Linked DNA regions of Mus musculus: region 2 is linked to region 1. Evidence: chromatin contacts called from public HiChIP or PLAC-seq data. All regions are on one chromosome and are shown on one strand. The core of a region is the stretch at or near the end of the contact, and the rest is flanking DNA. Distances in the headings are between cores, read along the strand shown. Region 1 overlaps Fbxl13 (F-box and leucine-rich repeat protein 13). Region 2 overlaps Fbxl13 (F-box and leucine-rich repeat protein 13).

Region 1 (4,730 bases), core at 371-2,870:
CAGCCTGGACTGCAGGTCTGATGAAGTGTAAATTTGATGGCAGACTTAACACTCAGAATTTAAATTTTGGAATGTTACAGATACTTGCTAGAGATGAAATGTGGCCAGTTGTACCTTTGGGTAAAGTTTGCTCTCTAGAATATGTCCATTTTAAATTCTTCTAAGTTTCAGTTAGAACTTCACGATTACTCAGTTAACAAACATTTGTTATGACTTTGGTGTCTGGTGCTAGGGACGCCAGTAACAGCCTCAGTGCGTCTTCCTAACACTCTGTTTCCTGTGATGTCGTGGTGTGAGGCTCAAAGGGTGAAGGAGACCAGGGAAGAGAAGCCGCTTGCGTTTCAGAGGGTTTGGGAATGCCTTAATTTCTAAGCAGAGGAGAGGACATGTGACCACTAAAGCCATTGAGGCTTAGTATGTGGTGCCGTCAGGGGACCAGCACGCGGGGCTATTGCTTGATCATCAGGAGAATATAGAGGGATGTTGTGTATGGGGCCAGGTGTTTTTAGGCATCTTTAGCCTTCTATAACTTTGTAAACATCTAACTAAATGACATTGTTAATTTCACTTGGGTTACTTGGATGTGACTTTATCTCCATGAATATAAAAAGGTTTTCTATTAGTTAAAAGAGCTGTGATTTCCTAAAGACCACAGGATCCATAATTGGGGCCGTTCAAGCCATGAGTCTGGCTGCCTTAGTTACTGCCATATGTGTTGTTTAAAGGAAAAAATTAGTCAGAACAGCGTTCAGACGGATGCTGAGACAGTGGTTTATGAAGAGTCTTTTATTTGCACAAATTGTAAAGACTTCCATGAGGAGTCCTAGATTGTGAGTGTTTCTATATAGGCAATCTGCCGGAGTCCCCTCACTAAACAGAAGGATCTCTGAGGATTGGGAATTGGCTCCATCTGTTGCTGTTCCCTGGACCCCTAGGAAACAGTAGGCACATATACATACACATTGAAGGAATGAGTATTTGGCAGTGTGGTTTCTAACAAGAGTGAGACCTGTTCTCTGCAGCTTTGGTTGAAAGAAAGGTATGGGTTATTTTCACGTGGTGTGGCAGATGGCTACAATGGCTTCCTAATTTGCCCTATTCAGCACACATACAAAGAAGTGCGTGCTTGTTCAAGGGACTCCATGCAGCATGGTCTTGCTGGAACGTACTGTGAGAGGGATGTTGAAGGAGAAACGTAGTATTGTGACGAATTGTATAGACTTGAACCAATGACAGAGGAACAGCCAGAGCAGTCACAGACCCCCATGTTAAGTGGGTCCTTGGGAGGCTGGAAGCATGGTGTCTTAGTCACTGTTGCTGTGAAGAGATGCCATGACCACAGCAACACTTACAAAGGATAACATTTAATTGGCCTTGGATTACAGTTTCAGAGATTTAGTCCATTATTATCATCATCGTGGTGGGGAGCACCATAGTGCACCGGCAGGTACAGGAGCAGCAACTGAGAAAGTGTGTAGGGGATGGGGGTGGGGAGGGTGGAGGCCTGGCATAGATTTTAAAACCCAGCCCCAATGACACACTTCCTCCAACAAGGCCACACCTCCTAATCCTTTCAGTTTCACTTCCTTGTGACCAAGAATTCAAATATATGAGCCTGTGGGAGCCAGTCTCAGCCAAACCAACACAGTGGGTGACTAGGAGAGCAGGAACCAATAAGTGTTCTGGGAGTTAAAGGGAAAGGAGGCTGTGAACCAGGCTGGAGTGTATGGAAAGGACTCTGAACAGGATTTAGCAGATAAAACTGAAAGACGTGGGTGACTGGCCAGCTATAGAAAATGAAGATCTCCGGGTGGGGTAGGGAAATAATGATATTTAAAATCTGGCTATTGGGGCTGCAAACATTAGTCAGTGCTTAAGAACATTTCCACTTCTCCAGAGGCCCCAGTTTCAACTCCTAGCACTGATGCAGGCAAAAGAACCGTACACATAAAATCATCTTTAGAATTTCAAATTTAAAAAAAATGGATGAATACAAGTCCTACTGTGGTGGTTTGAATAAGAACGGCCCCCATGCTGGGCCTGCAGACCCAAAGCTGCAGGAGCTCCATGACACAGGACAATAACCAGGAGTCCCGGTGAGGATCCGACATGGGTGAAGTCACAGAAGCCAGAGATCTTGAACCAGACAATTGACTCATTGCAGTGAATATTCGCAAGTGAAGATGTGTGGGCCACTGAGGGGATGAGCTTTGAGGTTTCAAATGCTCAAGCCAGACCCAGTGCCTCTCTCTTCCCACTACCCGCCAACCTGAATGCAGAATTCTCAGCTATCTCTCCAGCACCACTTGTGCCTTTGTGGCGCCAGGCTCCTTGTTGTGATGATAATGGACTAAACCTCTGAACATTAAGCCAGCTTCAATCAAATGTTTTTCTTTAAAAAGAGTTACTGTGGTCGTGGTGTCTGTCTTAGTCAGGGTTTTTATTCCTGCACAAACTTCATGACCAAGAAGCAAGTTGGGGAGGAAAGGGTTTATTCAGCTTACATTTCCACATTGCTGTTCATCACTGAAAAAAGTCAGGACTGGAACTCAAGTAGGTTAGGAAGCAGGAGCTGATGCAGAGGCCATGGAGGGATGTTACTTACTGGCTTGCTTCCCCTGGCTTGCTCAGCCTGCTCTCTTATAGAACCCAAGACTACCAGCCCAGAGATGGTCCCACCCACAAGGGGCCTTTCCCCCTTGATCACTAATTGAGAAAATGCCTTACAGTTGTATCTCATGGAGGCATTTCCTCAACTGAAGCTCCTTTCTCTGTGATAACTCCAGCTGTATCAAGTTGACACAAAACTAGCCAATACAGTGTCTCTTCACAGCAATAAAACATTGACTAAGACACCTACTTTTATATTTTTATTTATGTTTATTTACTTAAGAATATTTTATTTTATTTTATTTTATTTTTGACACAGGGTTTTTGTGTGTAGCCCTGGCTATGCTGGAGACCAGCCTTGAACTCAGAGCTCCACCTGCCTCTGTCTCCCAAGTGCTGGAATTAAAGATGTGTGGCCACCGCACCCAGCTGGAGGTCTGATTTTTAAAACAGTTTGGTAAGATAAGAAATGTAACAGATTTTGAGGGAAAGATTGCAGGTTCCCAGGAGAGTGTGGGATATTCATGTAAACGGCTTAAGAGAGAGGCAGAGGGTTGTCACTCCCATGAGCCGTGGCTGTGGCTGTGGGAAAGCTCCCTGGGAGACCTGAGAGGGAGAAGTCAGGCCAGGAGAAATAGAACAGAGCCACGTGGTTATGGTGGAAGAAGACCTGTGAAGGGATTAAAGAAAGAAGGGAATAGATGGCCGGAGACTCCAGGGAGCACACTATGGCTGGAATGGAGTTGCACTGACCATCAGTGTCTGCTAAGAGCAGAGGCTTTCCCAGGGAAAGGCGAGGCTATAAAAGGACTTTTTTTTTTTTTTTTTTGCTAGACTTCTGCCTACCCTTCTGTCATCCTCATGGCCTCGCTCTGCCCTTCCGCTTTACTCCAGCACCACAGCCTCCATCTAGATTCTCAAGCAAAGAATTTCCTGTCTCAGGATCTTTACACACGTGCCTGGGATGTATATCTGTATACATGTGCCTGGGACATGGGGTCTGTATACATGTGCCTGGGATGCAGGGTCTGTATTCATGTGCCTGGGATGTATATCTGTATACATGTGCCTGGGATGTGGGAGCTGTATACATGTGCCTGGGATGCAGGGTCTGTATACATGTGCCTGGGATGTAGATCTGTATACATGTGCCTGGGACGTGGGGTCTGTATACATGTGCCTGGGATGCAGGGTCTGTATTCATGTGCCTGGGATGCAGGGTCTGTATACATGTGCCTGGAATGTAGATCTGTATACATGTGCCTGGGATGTGGGAGCTGTATACATGTGCCTGGGATGCAGGGTCTGTATACATGTGCCTGGGATGGGGGTCTATATACATGTGCTTGGGATGTGGGGTCCAGTAGAAAATCACTTCTCTATCTAGATCATTTCTATACTATACAATACAAATGGGTGATTATGGTTCCTTCCTTTCTTCCTCCTCCTCTTCCTCCCGTCTTTCCTCCTCCCTTTCTTTCTTTTCCTTCCCTAGCCTTCCTTCCTCCTTTCAGATTCTCAGTGTCAGGGAGTAAAGTCTGGGTCTGGTACAAGCCAAGCAAGCTGTCTACCGCCCATCAAGCTACAGCCCATCCCTCCTTTTACTTTCTGTTCTGAGGCAAGGTCTCGCTGAATTCTCCAGGCTGTCTTGGGCTCACCTTGTAGCCCACATAGGCCTTGACTTCTGATTCTCATACCCCAGCCTCCTGAAGACCTGGGGTTATGGGCCCACAGCCCCAGGTCTGATTGACACATTGTTTCTTTAAGGAAGCAGATCCTGCGGTGATTTAGTTCCCTAGCTGCTTTTTTATATGAGTGTTAGATAAGTGTTGTTCAGTTCCTAATGTCCTGCACATTATCCTTGGCCCTTTACAGCATAGCTATTCAGTTCCTAATGTCCCATACATTATTGCGGCCCCTTTACAGTATAGCTTTCTTATACTTGTTACCTCCTTGGATAATTTCTTAAAAGTTTGAGAACATATAAATCATTTTCAAAAAGAATTGCAAAAACTCCAAATCTAATTAAATTTCAGTTTCCCTGTTAATCTGAATTGTAAGTCACAAGGCTATTTAGTTTATGCTGGTTTTCAGTCAAAGCAAAGACAGACAAGCAACGA
Region 2 (4,741 bases), core at 1,082-3,581, 73 kb before region 1:
TTCTATAAACTGCCCACGAGGAGAGCATCCTCCTTATCTTCTGGGAGCTCACTCTCACCACACAAGTCAGGAGGGAGGAGAGGGCTGCAGGTTTGAAGAGGCTCAGGCTCTTGGTTGACTCTTATAGCTGCTTCTGTAACCTTAACTTGGATCAATGGCACCCTGATCCCCTCAGTTTCCAGGTGCTGGCATCCTTGTACCTATAGCCTCCTTTTTGCTGTGGTTCTTCTCTTACTCTGGAGTTTCCCCTCTCATCTTCTGTTTTCTCTATACTTCCCACCATTTCTCCTGAGATGTGCCCTTCTGTGCCCTTTCTCACTCCATTCTTAATGGATGTCTAGATGCTCTACTGTGGTCTGAGACCCACAGTCCCCAGGCAAAGAGCAGGCGCTGAGTCGTTAACAGAATTGATAGCCTCCTATCTCATAGACTTTAAGTGGTGTACAGTTTTCTTAAAACCCCTCTTTTGCTCTGTGCCACATCTTGTCACTTTTCTGGCTTATATGAAATAACCCAACTGCTGATTATCTATGGAACTAAGTTGGAAAGTCTAGTTCTTCCCCCTGACATTCTTCCCAGGAGCTATATTGGCAGCAGCCGGGGTTGCATGTGGAATTAATTTCTAGTATTTCCAAGGGTTATTGCATATGAACATTTGAAAATTCTTTATACATTATGTAATGATGGCCCCATTCCTTAGGAAAAAGTAGAGGTTTGTGGTAATGAGTAGTAAAGTCTGAAATAGCTTATTCCATATTCCAATGTGGACCCTCCCCCACTTCTTTTCAGGTATCTCTGGGCAACTCTGTACGGAATTCATGAGGTGTGACATTGTAAAATAGTCACCTAAGAGGTAAATGTTACATGAGCTAATGAGTGAGTAATGCACTGGACACTGGGACAAGTGTCAATGCACACGCACTGGGAAAGGCGTTATACAGTTTTCGTTACTAGGTAAGCAACCATGCAAAGCACAGCAGTTATGTGAAAATCCAAATCCATTCATGCACGAATTTCACATCCAAATGATGCATAGGATCCAGTTAGATTTGTGTTTTGCTGTTATTGTTGCTATAATTAATATCCTATTAGAACTTATAGTTGGGGATGATTTAATCCTAAAATGTGGGTAAAATAAACTTTTCAAGTTTGCTAATAAAAATCAGATAGTAATGAGACTAGAGAAGGAATCCCAGTGGGTAAAGAGCTTGGTGTGCATGTGTGAAGACTGGAATTTAGATCCTCAGCACCAACCCAGCAAGCTGTGTGTAGTGTGCATTTGCAACCCCAGTGCTGGGGGCAAAGATGGGCAGACCCTGGGGACAAGTTGGCTGGGCAGTCTAGACAAAAAGGAGTCTTTGAAGTTCATTGAAAAACTCTGTCGTAAGCAAGCAAGCAAGTAAGTAAGCAAGCAAGCAAATAAGTAAATAAATGTGGGGAAGCAGTCAAGGAAGACATCCTAATATCAATCTATTGCCTCTAAATGTGCCTACCTGGGCAAGACCACACACACACACACACACACACACACACACACACACACACACACACAAAGGTATACATGGCCTTCCCAATGACACAATGGCAATACATAAGCAAAATGTGAAGGTTTTACCTTTATTTCCATATTTAGATGTATGAAAGTTTTACATCTTGATGAAATCTGATTTATCTTTTCCTGTGTTGCTTTTGCTTTGGATATTATAGGACTTACTTTATATTTTCTCCTAAGAATTTTATAGCTTTAGTTCTTCTGTTTAGGTCTTTGATCCATTTGGGGTAAGTTTTTTAAAAAAAATTTTTTATTTTTATTTTTTTATGGAAGTAGGTATAGAAGAGTGTCCCATATCCATTTTTTTCTATTTCAGTGTCCAGCATAGTGAGAAACTGTTTTTCCTCAGTAGGATAGTTTGGTCTAGCCATAGAAGGATGTATCTGTTTCTGGATTCTCCATCCCATGTGCTGTATGCCTGTTCTGGGACTTAGTGTTTTGATTTTTGCAGCTTTGTAGTTAAGTATGAAGTCAGGAAATGTGACCTCTCCAGCTGTTGTTTTTAAAAGTTGTTTTGAGATCTCTTGCATTTACATGTGAACTTGAAGACTGGCTTCCATTTTTACACAAGAAGCCTTTGGAAATTTGACAGATTCGATTGAGTCTGTAGACTTTAGGTAGAATTGACACCTTGGCATTTTTACTGTTCATAGTGTCTTTGGTAGGATTGTCTTATAAGGTCTCAATTGTGTGCATTTAGTGTTTACATCACCAGCAGTTGTAAAAACCTGGTTTAGTTCCTCTTACTGTTACTGCACCTTCCAGTTCACAGACACGGACTGTTGCTCTGATTCTTCAATCACCTCCAGTTCCTGTCAAGGTGTTTCCTCACATGGGGTCTGAGGACTAACCTTTCACCTCCTTAGTTGAAAGTATTCCTAAGACTTTTATTCAAAAGTGAGACTGTAAGCTCCTTCAGACATGCAAGGAAATCTAATGAACAGCAGTGTGCTGACCCCTGGCATAGTCCAGCAAGCATAGCACGTGGAATTAAAGTCTCCTGATGGCCTTTTCTTCCCTGCTTTCTTGAATTAGTGTTTGCTATTCCACAGGACAATACAGAACCTCCCAAGTGTGTCTCTGTCCTAATCTTGAGAACCTTTGAATGTGCCACCTTACATGGCACAATCCTTTTTTCAGATGTGATTAAGGGTCTTGAGATGGGACAGTTAGCCTGGATTATCAGGACACCTCTCCTGAAATGTCAGGATCCCTGAAAAGAAAAGAGAGAATCAGGGCCTCTTGCAATATTCCTTTCCAAGGGCTGGGTGAGCTCTAGGGACTCTAACTTTGATGACCCAGAGATATAAGTTACCCAGGATCTTCCTACGGGGTAGCTATGTGAATTTTGTGGAAGAAAACAGGTTTGCTTGTTTATTTATTTATTTATCCACTTATTATTGAAAGAAAGTCTCAATAAACACTAGAGGTCCTGAAACTCACAATCTCCCTGCCTCTTCAAGTGATATGATGGCAGATAATGTACAAGCTAATCCAGTTTGTTGTCCTTTTGGACCAGATCAGTTACCCAGGTACAGATCTGATCCTGGGGGTTTGTCGACAGTAAAATACTCTTCAAGGGTGAACTGTCTCACCTCTTTTTTTTTTTTTTTTTTAAGAATTATTTATTTGGGGCTGGAGAGATGGCTCAGCGGTTAAGAGCATTGACTGCTGTTCCAGAGGTCCTGAGTTCATATCCCAGAAACTTATATATAATAAATAAATAAATCCTTTAAAAAAGGAATTATTTACTTAATATACATTAGTACACTGTAGCTGTCCTCAGACACACCAGAAGAGGGCATCAGATCCTATTACAGATGGTTGTGAGCTACCATGTGGGTGATGGGAATTGAACTCAGGACCTCTGGAAGAGCAGTCCATGCTCTTAACCATTGAGCCATCTCTCCAGCCCCTGTCTCACCTCTTACTGTGAGCTTCCCATATCATGCCAGCCAGGGCCTTTTCCAGAAGAGCTGAGAGATGCAGAGAGGTTGATTTCCCCACCCCCATCTACCAGATACCGAGGTGTCATCACTATGGGTCAGTCAGGCTCTCCTGGTGGCTCTGCAGCCATGTTGTGGGGACTCATGCACTGTTGGACATCTCTAGTGAAGTGTCTGGATAATTGCTTTTATTAGTTAAAGTATGTCTTTTCATAAGATTTTAAAATTTACCTAAATTATAATAGTAAGCCAAATGAATAAAAATGAGATGTTAGTACTCAAGGAAAATATCAGAGCAAAAAGCATTATTAAGCTGTGATTTTTGTCTTCTAACTGGTGAATTTTCAATAACTGATTGTGACTTTTCCTGAGTGTAGTGATATCAGCACGCCTATAATCCCTGCATTGGAGAGACTGAGATAGGAAGATCAGGAATGGCTAGCCTGGGCTACATAAGACTCTGTTTAGAAAAAAGAAAAAACCACATGTGACTATTGATATTCGTGGGTTCTTATTTCATTTTATAGGTAGTCATAAAATATTGTATTTTATAGACTTTTTTCTTCATGCCTTTTTAAAAAGTGAGTTTTAACACTTTTCCTACGTTTATGTTTAGAAAATATACAATATTTTCCTGCCGTTTTTTTCAATGATTACTCGTTTTTAAAATATGTGCTTCTTTAAAAAAATAATTGTGTTCTTTGAAATTTCTTACATATATGTAATGTGTTCTAGTACTCTCTTTCACATTCTCCTGCCTCCCGTCCCTACTAACCCTGCCCTCGAAATCTCTACCACATGCTTTCCCCAGATTCATGACTTTTGCCTTTGTTTTATGACCCGCTCAGTTTACCCAGAGACATCTGCGTGAACACTAGGTTGGAACCATCCACAGGTGAGGCCACTAGTGGACACACAACTGAAGAGCATGGCTGTCCCTCTCCCTGAGTGTATCAGTAGCAAATACTTCAGCGGTGACTGGAGGCGCCTGAGCTGTTCCGCCCATGCCTAGGTGTTGACAGGCCCGTTTTTTTGTGCAGACCCCGCACAGACATCTGCAGCTGCTGAGAGTCCGTGTCCTGCCCAGATGGAGTTAGTTATCCATCGCCCTTCCGTATCTTGCCGCTCTTGCATTCTTCCTGCCTCTCTTCTGCTGCATCCTCTGAGAGCGTGGTATAAATACACTGATTAGGGATAGGCCCTCCGCCATCACATATTCTCATCGTTTTGAAATCTCTGTGCT

Evidence for each region. HiChIP or PLAC-seq counts read pairs in DNA pulled down with a chosen protein or histone mark.
Region 2: a contact with region 1 is called in an SMC1A HiChIP or PLAC-seq map of large pre-B cells, with 2.2 times the contacts expected there. The contact joins two enhancer-like sites. A contact is called at or near these places in 2 of 39 promoter capture datasets (embryonic stem cells and hippocampal neurons), 1 of 15 datasets of contacts at CTCF or cohesin (large pre-B cells), 5 of 484 Hi-C or Micro-C datasets (bone marrow-derived macrophages, embryonic stem cells and uterus) and 3 of 115 datasets of contacts at active chromatin or transcription factors (embryonic stem cells, heart atrium and microglia).

Annotation. Positions count from the first base shown.
Region 1 is chr5:21,514,586-21,519,315 of GRCm38.p6, reverse strand. The region is part of intron 17 of Fbxl13 (F-box and leucine-rich repeat protein 13); the gene reads left to right. Among named protein-coding and RNA genes, the nearest start is that of Lrrc17, 27 kb to the left of the region's middle. Within about 2 kb of position 1,620, at least 49 of the 459 cell types and tissues checked have an H3K27ac peak or open chromatin away from gene starts, as enhancers often do.
Region 2 is chr5:21,588,196-21,592,936 of GRCm38.p6, reverse strand. All of the region lies in intron 7 of Fbxl13 (F-box and leucine-rich repeat protein 13), which reads left to right. Among named protein-coding and RNA genes, the nearest start is that of Lrrc17, 47 kb to the right of the region's middle. Within about 2 kb of position 2,331, at least 3 of the 459 cell types and tissues checked have an H3K27ac peak or open chromatin away from gene starts, as enhancers often do.